2 separate regions of the Mus musculus genome follow, and region 1 is linked to region 2. A link is a contact called in public Hi-C data. All regions are on one chromosome and are shown on one strand. The core of a region is the stretch at or near the end of the contact, and the rest is flanking DNA. Distances in the headings are between cores, read along the strand shown. Region 1 has its middle 29 kb from the start of Nxt1. Region 2 has its middle 58 kb from the start of Gm46770.

Region 1 (5,896 bases), core at 2,352-4,851, 140 kb after region 2:
GCTTGTGAATTAAATACTTCGGGCTCAGCAGTTCTGTTCCCTGACTGATGGAACATGTCATACCTCTTCCAGCCATTGAACAAACTTTCAGAATAGCTCAGCACAAATCCCAACTCACAGGAGCAGAAGCTCACAGAGTGGTAGGTGAAGCTGGCTGAGAAGCAACTTCAGTAACATCTCCTGACAGCCAAGCCTGTTCGCTCAGGAGTATCAGCCCAGCTTTCTAAACAAGCACACCAGTGTCCTGGCAAGTCACAATGAATAAGGTTCTTCTACTTTTATCTGACAAGATTTCAGTGCACTCTGACCAGCTATAGGCTCCAACCTAGCAAGACCATCCTTGACTTATACAGTCAATTCTGGTAAAACCTCCATCTACACATGTACCATGCATGACTACACAGAAGAGCCAACGATCTTGTTCACAAGCAACACAATCCGAAGCTGGCTGACTTAGTAAAAAGGAATTGGTGGTTCAATTGGTTAATTAGTATGTAAGTTCTCAATGTTCTATTATCCAATAGGGTAACTTTCATCAACACTAAAGTAGACCATTGCATTAGGGTTTTGTGTTGCTGTGAGCAAAGTACCTGACAGACAAACTTAAAAAAAAAAAAAAAAAAAAAAAAAAAAAAAAAAAAAAGGAAGAAGAAGGGCTTATTTGGCTCATGGTCTCAGAGCATTTAGTCCATAGTTGTAGGCTGTATGCATTTGGCCACATAATGGCCAGAGTGTGTGGTTGGAACAAGTGCTTTCATAGCAGAGAGAATGCAGAGGATGCCAGGAACTCACCAATGACAACATGCCCCCAAGGACACACAGAAAGAAGTAGACATGGAGTCCTACCCCTAACCAAAAAGCTGTCTGCAATTGATAACAACTGGCAAAGAGAAAATCAGTTTTCTCCAGTGGAATATCACTGGGTATATATACACGACATTCTAGGGCAAGCCCCATATATGGGAATAGTTGGCTAATCCAAAATGAACTCGTTGGTATTTTTGTTGACTCATAAATATGTGTAATTCTTATGAGTCCATTTGAAAAAAACTAAACCTTAGAGATGGTGCTCAGCAAATAAGTTTAATAATTTTAAGATGGAAGGAAGGAGAGAAGAAGGAGGAAACCGTGAGGACCATGTGAGGTTTCTGGCTCTTTCAGGGTTCCCACCCTTCTTGACCATCAAAAACATGCAGTGGGAGTCACTTGCTTGAAGGAAGTTGTTATTTTCATTTTATAACTGGGTCAGAGTGACCATCCTTGTCCTTTTCACCCCTACTAAGGATCTCAGCCCTCCCTGTCCATGAACACTGAACTCAAAACTATTTCTCAAGAAAAGGCACTGAAGTAGATCATCGTATTAAGGTTTTGTGTTGCTGTGAGCAGAGTACCTGACAGACAAACTTAAAAGGAAGAAGGGCTTATTTGGCTTATGGTCTCAGAGCATTCAGTCCACAGTTGTAGGCTGTATGCATTCAGACACATAATGGCCAGAGTATGTGGTTGGAAGAAGTGCTTTCATAGCAGAGAGAATACAGAGTATTCCAGGAACTCACCAATGACAACATGCCCCTAAGGACCCACACCCAAGTTACCTACTTCCTCTAACTACCCCTATCTCAAGTCTCCACAGCCTCTTAAAACAGGCATGGGCTGAGACCTTATGTTCACCAAATAAGCCTATGGGAGACATTTGCCATCCAAATCATAACAAACACAAAACTGAACCACCCACCACCCTTCCCTTTTGGGAAAGGTCCAATAACTTTGTACAGTGTTTCTGCTTGTGACACTATGGCACTGTTTCCATCCACAGGAAGTCTTAGAGAAGTCTTGAGAGCAAGCACACTGGTACAAAGTCCCCTACCCCTACCCCTAGCTAATGGGCTTGTCTTGACAACTGCTTGTGTTTGAAAAAAATTCATTCCTAGTCCTTTTGTGTGTGTGTTCTCTGTTCTTCCAAATAAACAGCAATTAAGCTAACAGTGAGAGAGTAAAACCAAAATAATCTTCCCTGTGCTCCTGTTACAAACCAAATCTTGCATGGAGCAACTGTGCCTGCTCTTTCTGCCCTCAGCCTTGCCAGCAGGATCCCGAATCCCCCAGAGGAAGGAGCAGATGTTGTAAATGGACCAGAGGGTGATATGTGAAGCCCACACAAACTGCTGTATGTTGCAAGAGCTAGAGAATCTGGTTTTCATTATATTTAGGCTAATATCACCACATGGATGTGTTCTTCCCTGATAACTTCAGACATTCTTATTCTTAAGATGTGGTGGAGATGCACTACATATATTAAAGGTATTGAAAAAAGCAAAAGAGATTAAATAATCTTTTAAAATATTACAGTGATAAGATTCTGGCATATAGTTATACCAATAAAATCTGGCATGAGTTTTCAATCCCAGAGTTTTCAGATCTCTGGTGCTTCCTTACCACCAATCTTGCCTAATTACCAAGCTCCAGGTTCCACTAAGAAATAGCATCTTAATAAATAATAATTCTTTTTAAAAAGGGATTGGAAACAAAGTGAGAGCTAGAAAGATGGCTTGGCTGTGAAGAGGAGATAGTGCTCTTGCACAGGACCCATGTCATCAGCTCACAACTGATGAATGAACTGATGGAAGAAAATAACACATACACACACACACACTCTTTATTTTTAAAGTTAAAAGGTGGATGGCTTCTGAGGAACAATACACAAAGCTGACCTCTGTCTGCCATGTACACATACATGAACACAGATCCAGTGATTGGATTCTACCAAGAGCACAGTGAGACTGGAATTCTGGCTTACTCCTGGGATGCTGAAGATGACCCTTCAAAGCAGTCTCAGGAGGGATTTTATGTGTGGAACTGAACCTCGCAGCCTCTTCATCTAATCGCTGGCAGTTTGAGTTTCATAACTCTTTGCTCTCATTCAAACTTAGGCCTTACTCATCAGAACTAGAGTAGACACAATTATCAAATAATTGTATGACTCTGATTATTTGGTTTTTGCAGAGTCCAACCAAAAGGGAAAATGAGGCCTGGGATTCATTGTATACTTTTATGCTTTGGTTTTTCCCATAAATAAGAGAATTGAGCTTTAATGAAATAAAGTGGCTTGGAAAAAGCCACAGGGGACAGTGTTGACTACCAAGCACCATCTTCTGAACTCACTCCTGCTTCCTTCCTTCCTTCCTTCCTTCCTTCCTTCCTTCCTTCCTTCCTTCCTTCCTTCCTCCCTCCCTCCCTCCCTCCCTCCCTCCCTCCCTCCCTTCCTTCCTTCTTTCCTTCCTTCTTTCCTTCCTTCCTTCTGGACAGCAGAAAGAGATGGAGAAGCTGCATAGAAAAAGGTACAGGCCGCAGAGTGCAGCATGCCAGGTCTGTCCTGACTAGCTGGCCTGCTGCTGTGCTTCAGTCCCTCCCTGCAGTCCTGCTTCATTGGGACTGAAGGTGCTCACCCCTGGCTTCCTACCTACAGTGACCAGCATCACAAATTCCACCCGATGTGCTGTTGAAAACAGTCCTGGAAACAAGGCCACACAGTCCTCAACAGTCAGGCACTGGAAGCATACTCCATCAATAGTTTAGAGAAAGAATTTGCTTTATAAGATAAAAGAATCTGTTGTTTGGAAGCTGCTGTCAGTCACGAATCCTGATAATGAATAATGATACACTTGCAGTTCTTTGACACGCGATCTTTAAAATAAAACATGTCTGATCTGATTTCCAAATTGCAGGGTTCGTTCCTAAGCAACATGCAGATTCATTTAGAAATATTGACAAGAACAAAGGGAACCAGATCTTTTCTTAGCACCACTTGTGATGGCTGAGAAGCAGCTGAGGGGAATGTATCTGCCTCTTGCCATTATCATGACCCAGCCACAGAGATACTAAGGGAAAAGTGGCCTAAAGGAGACTGGAGACCCGTAAAGCAGGCCTCAACCTTGTTGAGCTATATGTATAATATTGTAGCTCTAATAGATTGTTATGTTATGCCTCAATGTGTCAAACCCACAGACTGGCCTGGTTTTGCACCATCCAAAGCCCCACATGGCATTGTAGCTAGCTAGCTACCAGTCATTGCTCCTGCTCTAAGACCAAAAGGTCCAAACACCATATTCTTGCTCAGTTCTGGAAGCATTGTTTTTGTGGGCCCCTAAATCAACACAGTACAAGTGACCTCTTGTTTCCTCAGCCCATATTCTTCATGCACATAAGCAGAACGCCTCCTACTGGGCTCTGTATGTTCCTCAATCTAGATGTTGTCGGTCTCTCAAGTATCTGGGTCCATCCCTGTAACCGAACCAAGCTGCTTCCAGAAACATGGTAATTAAATTAGTCTTGCTTTCATTAGATATTTTGCATTCCCACGCCATTTGTTGAGGATACCACCCTTACTGCATGATGGCCAATAGGTCCCTACTCAGTTCTCATTAGTACCTTCTCAATTCTTTATGGGGCCATTTTCTGCTCAAGTCAACAGCTAGGTCTAACAGGGTTTGTTGTGTTGTTGTTATTGTTGTTGTTGTTGTTGTTAATGAGATGAACTGAAAAGGGGCAGTTTCCTTGGCTTAGATGGTTATCTTTTCTCTGTTGCCCTATCACATGCATTTTAGGAGATGGCTTCATGGCTAAAGTGCTTGCCTCGAAAGCATGAAGACTAAAATTCTAAACCCCAGGACTCACATAAATGTCATGTGAGTATAGCTGCCCAACTATAATTCTAGGTTCAGAAGGAAAAGGGGAAAAAACCCCTCCCCAGCCAAGGGGATCTCTGGGTTTGACTGGAAAATGTTGTCTCAAGGAATGAAGTGGAAGTATGATTGAGGATAATTCCTGACATCCATCTTGGGCCTCTACATGCATGCAAGCACACATACATGAGCACCTACACAAATCTGTCCCCCCTACACATATAAAAACATGCATATACACATGTACACCACACAGACATGAAAATGCATTTTAAACAATAAGGCCCTTGGAAGCTGAAATTCCTACCTATGCTTCAGCACTTATCTAGCAAAGTGAGCTACTACTCTTGGCTCATAATTCATCTTGGATTTATTCTTTGTTGCCAAAAACCAATGGATGAAATTGGAAGAATTTCCCCCATTAAACACCATCTCTGGCATGCTGCCTGCTTTGGCATGAATGTATTCCATTATCCACAGCCTGACACATAAAAGGCAAGGATACAATAAAACATGACCAAGTATGAATGTCACTTTATATGTCAGCCTGACTACTGTGTTACAAGGTGCCCAGGTAGCTGGTTGGACATTTTTCCTGAATTGTATCTGAGAATTTTTTTCTGAAAGACTTTAGCATCTGAACTGTGGACTGAGTAAGGCAGGTTGTCTTCCCCCTGCTGTCACCCAATCTCCTGAGTATATTAACAGAATAAAGAGGGGAACAATTGAAGTCACTCTCTTGACTGCCTGATACATAATACTGATCTGCCTTTTTTACTTCTGGCCCCAAAGTCTTCAGGTTAGATCGGAACCTTCTATCTCCAGCCCCAAGGCTGTTAAATTATTAGGTTGGACATCCTGGGTCTCCATATTATACTCTTATCAACCTTTACAACTAAAACAAATCTCTTTTTAGATAACATATGAAAAATTATAGTCACAAGTAGGGGAATATGTCTGTTCCTGTCCCTAGTGGAACATGATAGGAAAACATTTCTCCTTAACCTCTTTGGCAATGAGAAAGAATTGCTGTCTTTTGACATTGTCCAAATAGTTGAAAATGGCTAATAAAGTGTCCATAGACTTCAGGTTTAATGGTATATACCTGTAATCCTAGCCCTTATCCCTGAGGCAGGAGGATAGCAAGTTCAAGGCTGGCCTGGAATCGCATATCAAGAGCCTGGATTTAAAAAAGAAGAAGGAGAAAAAGAAAA
Region 2 (5,581 bases), core at 1,045-3,544:
CACCATGTGCTCATTGCTGGCACTGGAAGTAGGGTGATGTCCCTAGGACTCTGTCTGATGTAGTACAGGTGAAATATATGGACTTAGGATCAAACATCCCCCAAAATAACTTATTCAGGTCACTGGGGGCCATCTTTTCTCCATGTACCCAAGGTCCAGTATAATCTGGAATGTTTCCCTGGGGGAGAGGACCTTGAAGGGCACACAGTGGCAATCCTAGAAAGAGTCCTGCAGATGGCCAAGGTTCATACTCACGCTCCTGCAGCCTTCCAGTAAAAGGTCTGTATCATTTGAAGAAGAATCATTCGACACCTTCCTGTCTGCAAAAGGGCTACCAACTGCTCAACACTGTCTCACCCCATTTCATCTCTCACAGAAACTATTATAATATACTGGGGTAAGATGTAGAGGTCGGGAGCAAGCTCTCAAACCATTGCTGTCCTAAAAAGCCACATAGGTCGGGAGCAAGCTCTCAAACCATTGCTGTCCTAAAAAGCCACATAGGCTGTTGCTGGCCATTTAGAGTCACTCTGTCATCCTGTCTGATTTGACAAGCACACAGGGAGGTCAGAAAGGCAACCCTGTGCAAGGCTCTCTCTAGATCCTTCCACAAGAAGCCACAGAAAACACACCTCTATAATTATGACTGAAAATGAAATTTTGACCAGCCTGGAATTTAAGTGTATGAATGAAAAAAAAAAGTTCCTCCATCAGATTAATGGTAATCAAATCTGTAGATGCTTTTTGGATAATGATTGATGTGGACAGGGCCAGTGTGTGGGAGATGGTGCCACCCCTGGGCCAGTGGTCTTGCATTGTAAGAAAGCAGGCTGAGAAACATGGGGAGCAAGCCAGTAAGTCTGGATGCTCCATGGCCACTGCTTCAGTTCCTGCTTCTGTGTTGCCTGACAATGGACTATAACCTGTGAACCAAATCAACCCTTCCCTCGCCATGTTGCTTTTGGTTATGGTGTTTTATCACAGCAATAGAAAGCAAACAAAGCCAACCCCCTTTAAGATAGTCTTATGGAGGTTGAGTTTATCTGTTTTCATGAGGAACTTCTGCAAGGGTTAAGGGGAGTGCTTCACACCTTTAAAAAGTATATCACGTACATGTATGGACATGTCAGAGCAAGACTCACTACTGTATACAGCTTCAGTATTTTATATACTAATTTGAAAATAGTGCATGTGTGCACGGGTTCGGTGGGAGGAGAGCTGAAAACTATGTCTCACCTAACAGGCATCAGGCAGAGTGAAATGAAAACAAGATTCAGGGCCTTGGTTTTAGCTACAGTGGCTTAACAGGGTGGGTAGTCCAAGAAGGATGTACTATCTGCCTATCAAGACCACACTGGTGAAGTTTATAAAGTTCAATGGCTCTAGAGCCAACCACTCCGTTTCTGGCCATGATTGGAAGGGAGAAGCTGAGGACTCTATCTTTTGTACTTTGGGTGCCAATAGAGCATTTTCTGATTTCCCTGGAAGAATACAGTCTGTGCCTCTCTGAAACCTGAGCAGTGAGTAGGCTTTGGAAGGAGACACAAGGTTCAAGCTGTGTTCCATAAATAAACACGGTCAGGGTTGGAAACTGAGAACAGGAGCAGGCAGAGCAGAGAGCTTTTGCCCTATGAGCTGCAGCTTGGAGGAGTTCGGAGGCAGTGGGGAGTGGCAGACATTGAAGGTTCTGCAGCAGGAGGAAAGCACAGGTTGGACAAAATCCATAGGTGTGGCCCCAAGAAATGCTGGATTTAAAAGTCACACCAAGAGCCTATTGCCAATTTTGGGCCCATCAGCTGTCTACACTCCTGTAGGGGACACACACTGGAATTTCATGGGGTTCCAGGAAGGAACAAACATAAGCAGTTACTGTCCTTGGGAACAGATTTCAACTGATAGAGATAAATGTGGAGGAAATTGCCAAAAATTCCTCACTCTCAATGGCTGAGGCCTACTCTCTCCCTCCCATTCTCCTCTTTTTCAGAGTCACCTCTGAGCATGAGTTCCTATCTGCTATATCAGAGGACATTCTTGGAGTCCCTCTCTATGACACACATATGTTCTATAAGTCAGATCTCCAGAGCCCAAGCCATGCCCATGCCCAGTGGCTTCTTGTCTAGTTTAGACACCCTAGACAGATGTGGGATAAGTGTCAGTACTGGCCTCCATAAAAAATAGTTAAGAAAGCAGGTTGTTGTTGTTGTTGAAACTTAGACAAGACTTACAACGTCTACCCAGTGCCTCTGGCTTGTCTGGTATTTTTGTCTCCCTGTGACAAAAATACATCATGCAGAAGCATGGACATAGCAAAACTGCTGAGCACTATTTCCAAGGTTGGTTCTGTCCCTGGATCACAAAACATCCAGGCTTCACCCATACAAAAGCTTTGAAGCAGTCAGAAAACAATTCTCTTACCACCTCCCACATAAAAGAGAACACTCTATACAGAAATAAATGTACAGTATTCCCTTATCTGCAAATATTTTGGCAGGCATTTACCAAGCTGCTGTCTTTGACTCCAGTGTGTGTTTATATATATTGCATTTAAAAATAAAAATAAAAATAAAGAAAATAGAAGTGTCTTGTCAAATGAGTTGAGTGTTATTTCCTTGTCACTAAATCATATCTGTGTTAGTACATGAAAGGCACCATGATTTGTAAATAAAAAAAAAACTGTTTTACTTTGAAGTGACATTTTCCAAACTTATCAATGTTTTCTGTCTGTGAAAGTCACATGAATTAGTATCCTGTAAGTTCTTATGTTGCAATAGATGGAATCTGGGTAACAGTTGGCTCCAGTGTTCTGCTACTGATCCCACCGGTAAAGTCCATGCTCTGTATCCAATATGATCTGCACTGCTTGCTTTATGTACCCAAAGTTCTATGAAAATGTTTGGCTTGTTCCCTTTCCCCGATCTTATTCCAGACAGGTGGCACATCCAGACAAAGGCCCAGAAAAGCCAGCATCCTGTCATTCTAGAACATCATTGACTCTACAAGAGAACAGCCCTTATGGTGTCGTATTTTTAAAGATACTTCTTATTTATTTTATAACAGAAAGACTTAGTCTCATGAGCATTAGTTGAGTCTTTAACAGCTTCCAGTTGTCATATTCATAAAGATTTAATGGCATGTGAGAGCTCACATTGGCCTCAAACTTCATGAATGTAACTGGGTAGCAATCTATAGGCTGCAACAGTTCCAGAAATTTCTTCCACACGTGAAATATGGTGAGGCCTTTCCAGAGTCACAAAACTGCATACGCCACTCACATTCCTCTGAATCTCCGTGGTGACTTTAGTGCAGTCCTTTTTCTTTATCAGTTAAACCTCCACTGATTGTCTTTCTGACATCACAAGTCTGTTTTCTGGTATGTGGATCATGCCCTGGCTATTTCCTGTTTCTTATCATCTCACACATACCCCAGAGCAGTGAGACTATCCAGTCAACCTGGACAGGGGTTTGTCTTACCTTGAAGGTAGCTTCCAAGATGACTGATACAGAGGTCAAAGAATCTCTGTCCAATAGTTGGGAACCTACAAACAAGTCACAGCAGTCTTTCCTTCGAGTCCTCATGGAGCTTGTTAGGTCCATGGTGTGGATCCAAGGGAGGAGGGCATGAATTGCTCAGTGGACAACTGCAGTGCCCTCTCTTGGATCCTGGACTCACTCTATGGGCACCTCTTGGCTTACTTTAGCACTGACCTAAAGGACAGTATGAATTCAGTACTTGAAGTCCAAACCCAGAAAATAATAGAATTGTCTTTGCTATCTGCATAAGTGAGTTCTTCATTGTCTGAGAAGATCAGAAACCATTAAAATGGAGAAGACTAACCCCATGCAACTTCTTTCTTCTGGAATGGATATGGTTGAGGGGAAAGACTTTATTGCTTTGGGGAGTAAAGACTACTCTCAGTGCACAATAGGAGACAGAACAGGCCCTGAAGCTGAGAGGTGTGGGTAACCAATACCAGAGCTTGGCTCTGCCACTCAGACAGTGCAATGGATATTTGCCGAATGATTGGGAGATTGTCCCATCCCAGGAGCAGACTCAAAGTGAAGGAAGAAGTCCTATGTGATGAAACCTCAGGAATGTCCTCAGTCGAGGACAAGAACTCAAGCATGCTTCTACATGCCACTCTTCCACTCCCGAGAAGGACCCTGCCATTGCCATCTTTGAATTATGTATGACTGTTTGCTTGCTTATTGGTTTGTTTGTTTGTTTGTTTTGTTGATTGGCTGGTTTGTTGGCTGGCTGACTGGTTGGTTGGTTGGTTTTTCAAGACAGGGTTTCTCTGTTTTTTCTTTGGCCATCCTTGAACTCACTCTGTAGACCAAGCTGGCCTTGAATTCAGAGATTGCCTTCCTCTGCCTCTAGAGTGCTGGAATTAAAGGCACATGCTACCACCACCATCTGCCTCTGAATGACTTTTTAATAAGAGCAAAGCATCACGAGCTTTTGTGTAGCCACTTATGCTTCAGTGTGCCTTAGCAGTCATGTGTCTCCAGGGCTAGCCTAATGAGGTCATTAGGTAACTATGGGTGAAATCTTATGTACTGTCAGGATAGGTGAGAGCTGGGGAGGGGCTAGGTTTCTCTGTGTGTCCTAAATGTCTGTATTTCATATTGAAAAGTAGAGGTATAAGTTGTATGAGTTGAATAATTCTTTAAAAGTTTCCTTTTGGGGGAATTGAACATATATTTGTAGAGTCTTGTCTTACTTCCCCATTCTTGTTGGATGACCCAGCAGAAGACAGTCTAACTCCTTCTCAGGACCCCGAGTGTGGTGGGGCTCCAGCAGAGTTCTGCAGCCAACTCAATCTTTTCCTTCTTTGTGCGTGAACAGCAGCTTGAAGGGTGCAAAGCTGGCTTTGACTTTCCAAAGGGATTGTCCTAACAATTCCAGGAACTTAAAGTCAGAAAAGGTTACAACGGGTGGAGTGAGATCATTGGCCTTGCTCCAGAAGTGTAGCTAAAGATAAGGCACCTTAGGGCGGTGGCTAAGCTCCCCAGCTTCCAATGCCCAAATAGTTCCCCTGGAGACTGCAGATCTTAGAGACAGCAGCATCAACAATAGAGGATCACTCCCTCCCCATAACAGGGGTAATCTGAATACTTTCCCTGCCAAAAAGCATTGCTCTTCAAAGAGAGGGTGAGGGCCATGTGATGCTTTCCCATCTCTGTACCTTTGTGGTTACAAGCCGGGTGTCTGTGTCTCTTTCCTGCATTGCAATTTCAGCAAACATCTATTTATTTATATTTTAATGTCTGTTTATCAGTTCGGTTTATTCAGGATGAGACGAGAAGGAGATTGGCTGAGCTCTACAGAACATCAATTCTGATTACTGGTTTGTTTTATGTGCCTGAATCACTGATAAGCTACATGATCACTTTCAATGTCCATAGCAAGCATAATCTGAGAGTTTTAGCATCTTCATTGGGCAAAGCATGACTGGGCCAGGTTTTTGCTGCCATGCTTATCCAGTGAGCACCGGGTATCATGTGGGCACTGAAAAAAGCTGGCCTATATAGACTCATGTTCTTTCTCCAGGGCTAAACTGAGGGTGCCTAGGGCTCTTTA

What was found. Hi-C and Micro-C count contacts between places; a contact is called where the count stands out from the background.
Region 1: a contact with region 2 is called in a Hi-C map of cortical neurons, with 2.3 times the contacts expected there. The contact joins two enhancer-like sites. A contact is called at or near these places in 3 of 484 Hi-C or Micro-C datasets (3T3-L1-derived adipocytes, cortical neurons and pre-pro-B cells) and 1 of 115 datasets of contacts at active chromatin or transcription factors (microglia).

The regions. Positions count from the first base shown.
Region 1 is chr2:148,641,065-148,646,960 of GRCm38.p6, forward strand. No RefSeq gene overlaps it. Among named protein-coding and RNA genes, the nearest start is that of Nxt1, 29 kb to the right of the region's middle. Within about 2 kb of position 3,602, at least 22 of the 459 cell types and tissues checked have an H3K27ac peak or open chromatin away from gene starts, as enhancers often do. A contact at or near this core is called in 3T3-L1-derived adipocytes and cortical neurons, where this site is marked.
Region 2 is chr2:148,500,872-148,506,452 of GRCm38.p6, forward strand. No RefSeq gene overlaps it. Among named protein-coding and RNA genes, the nearest start is that of Gm46770, 58 kb to the right of the region's middle. Within about 2 kb of position 2,295, at least 14 of the 459 cell types and tissues checked have an H3K27ac peak or open chromatin away from gene starts, as enhancers often do. A contact at or near this core is called in 3T3-L1-derived adipocytes and cortical neurons, where this site is marked.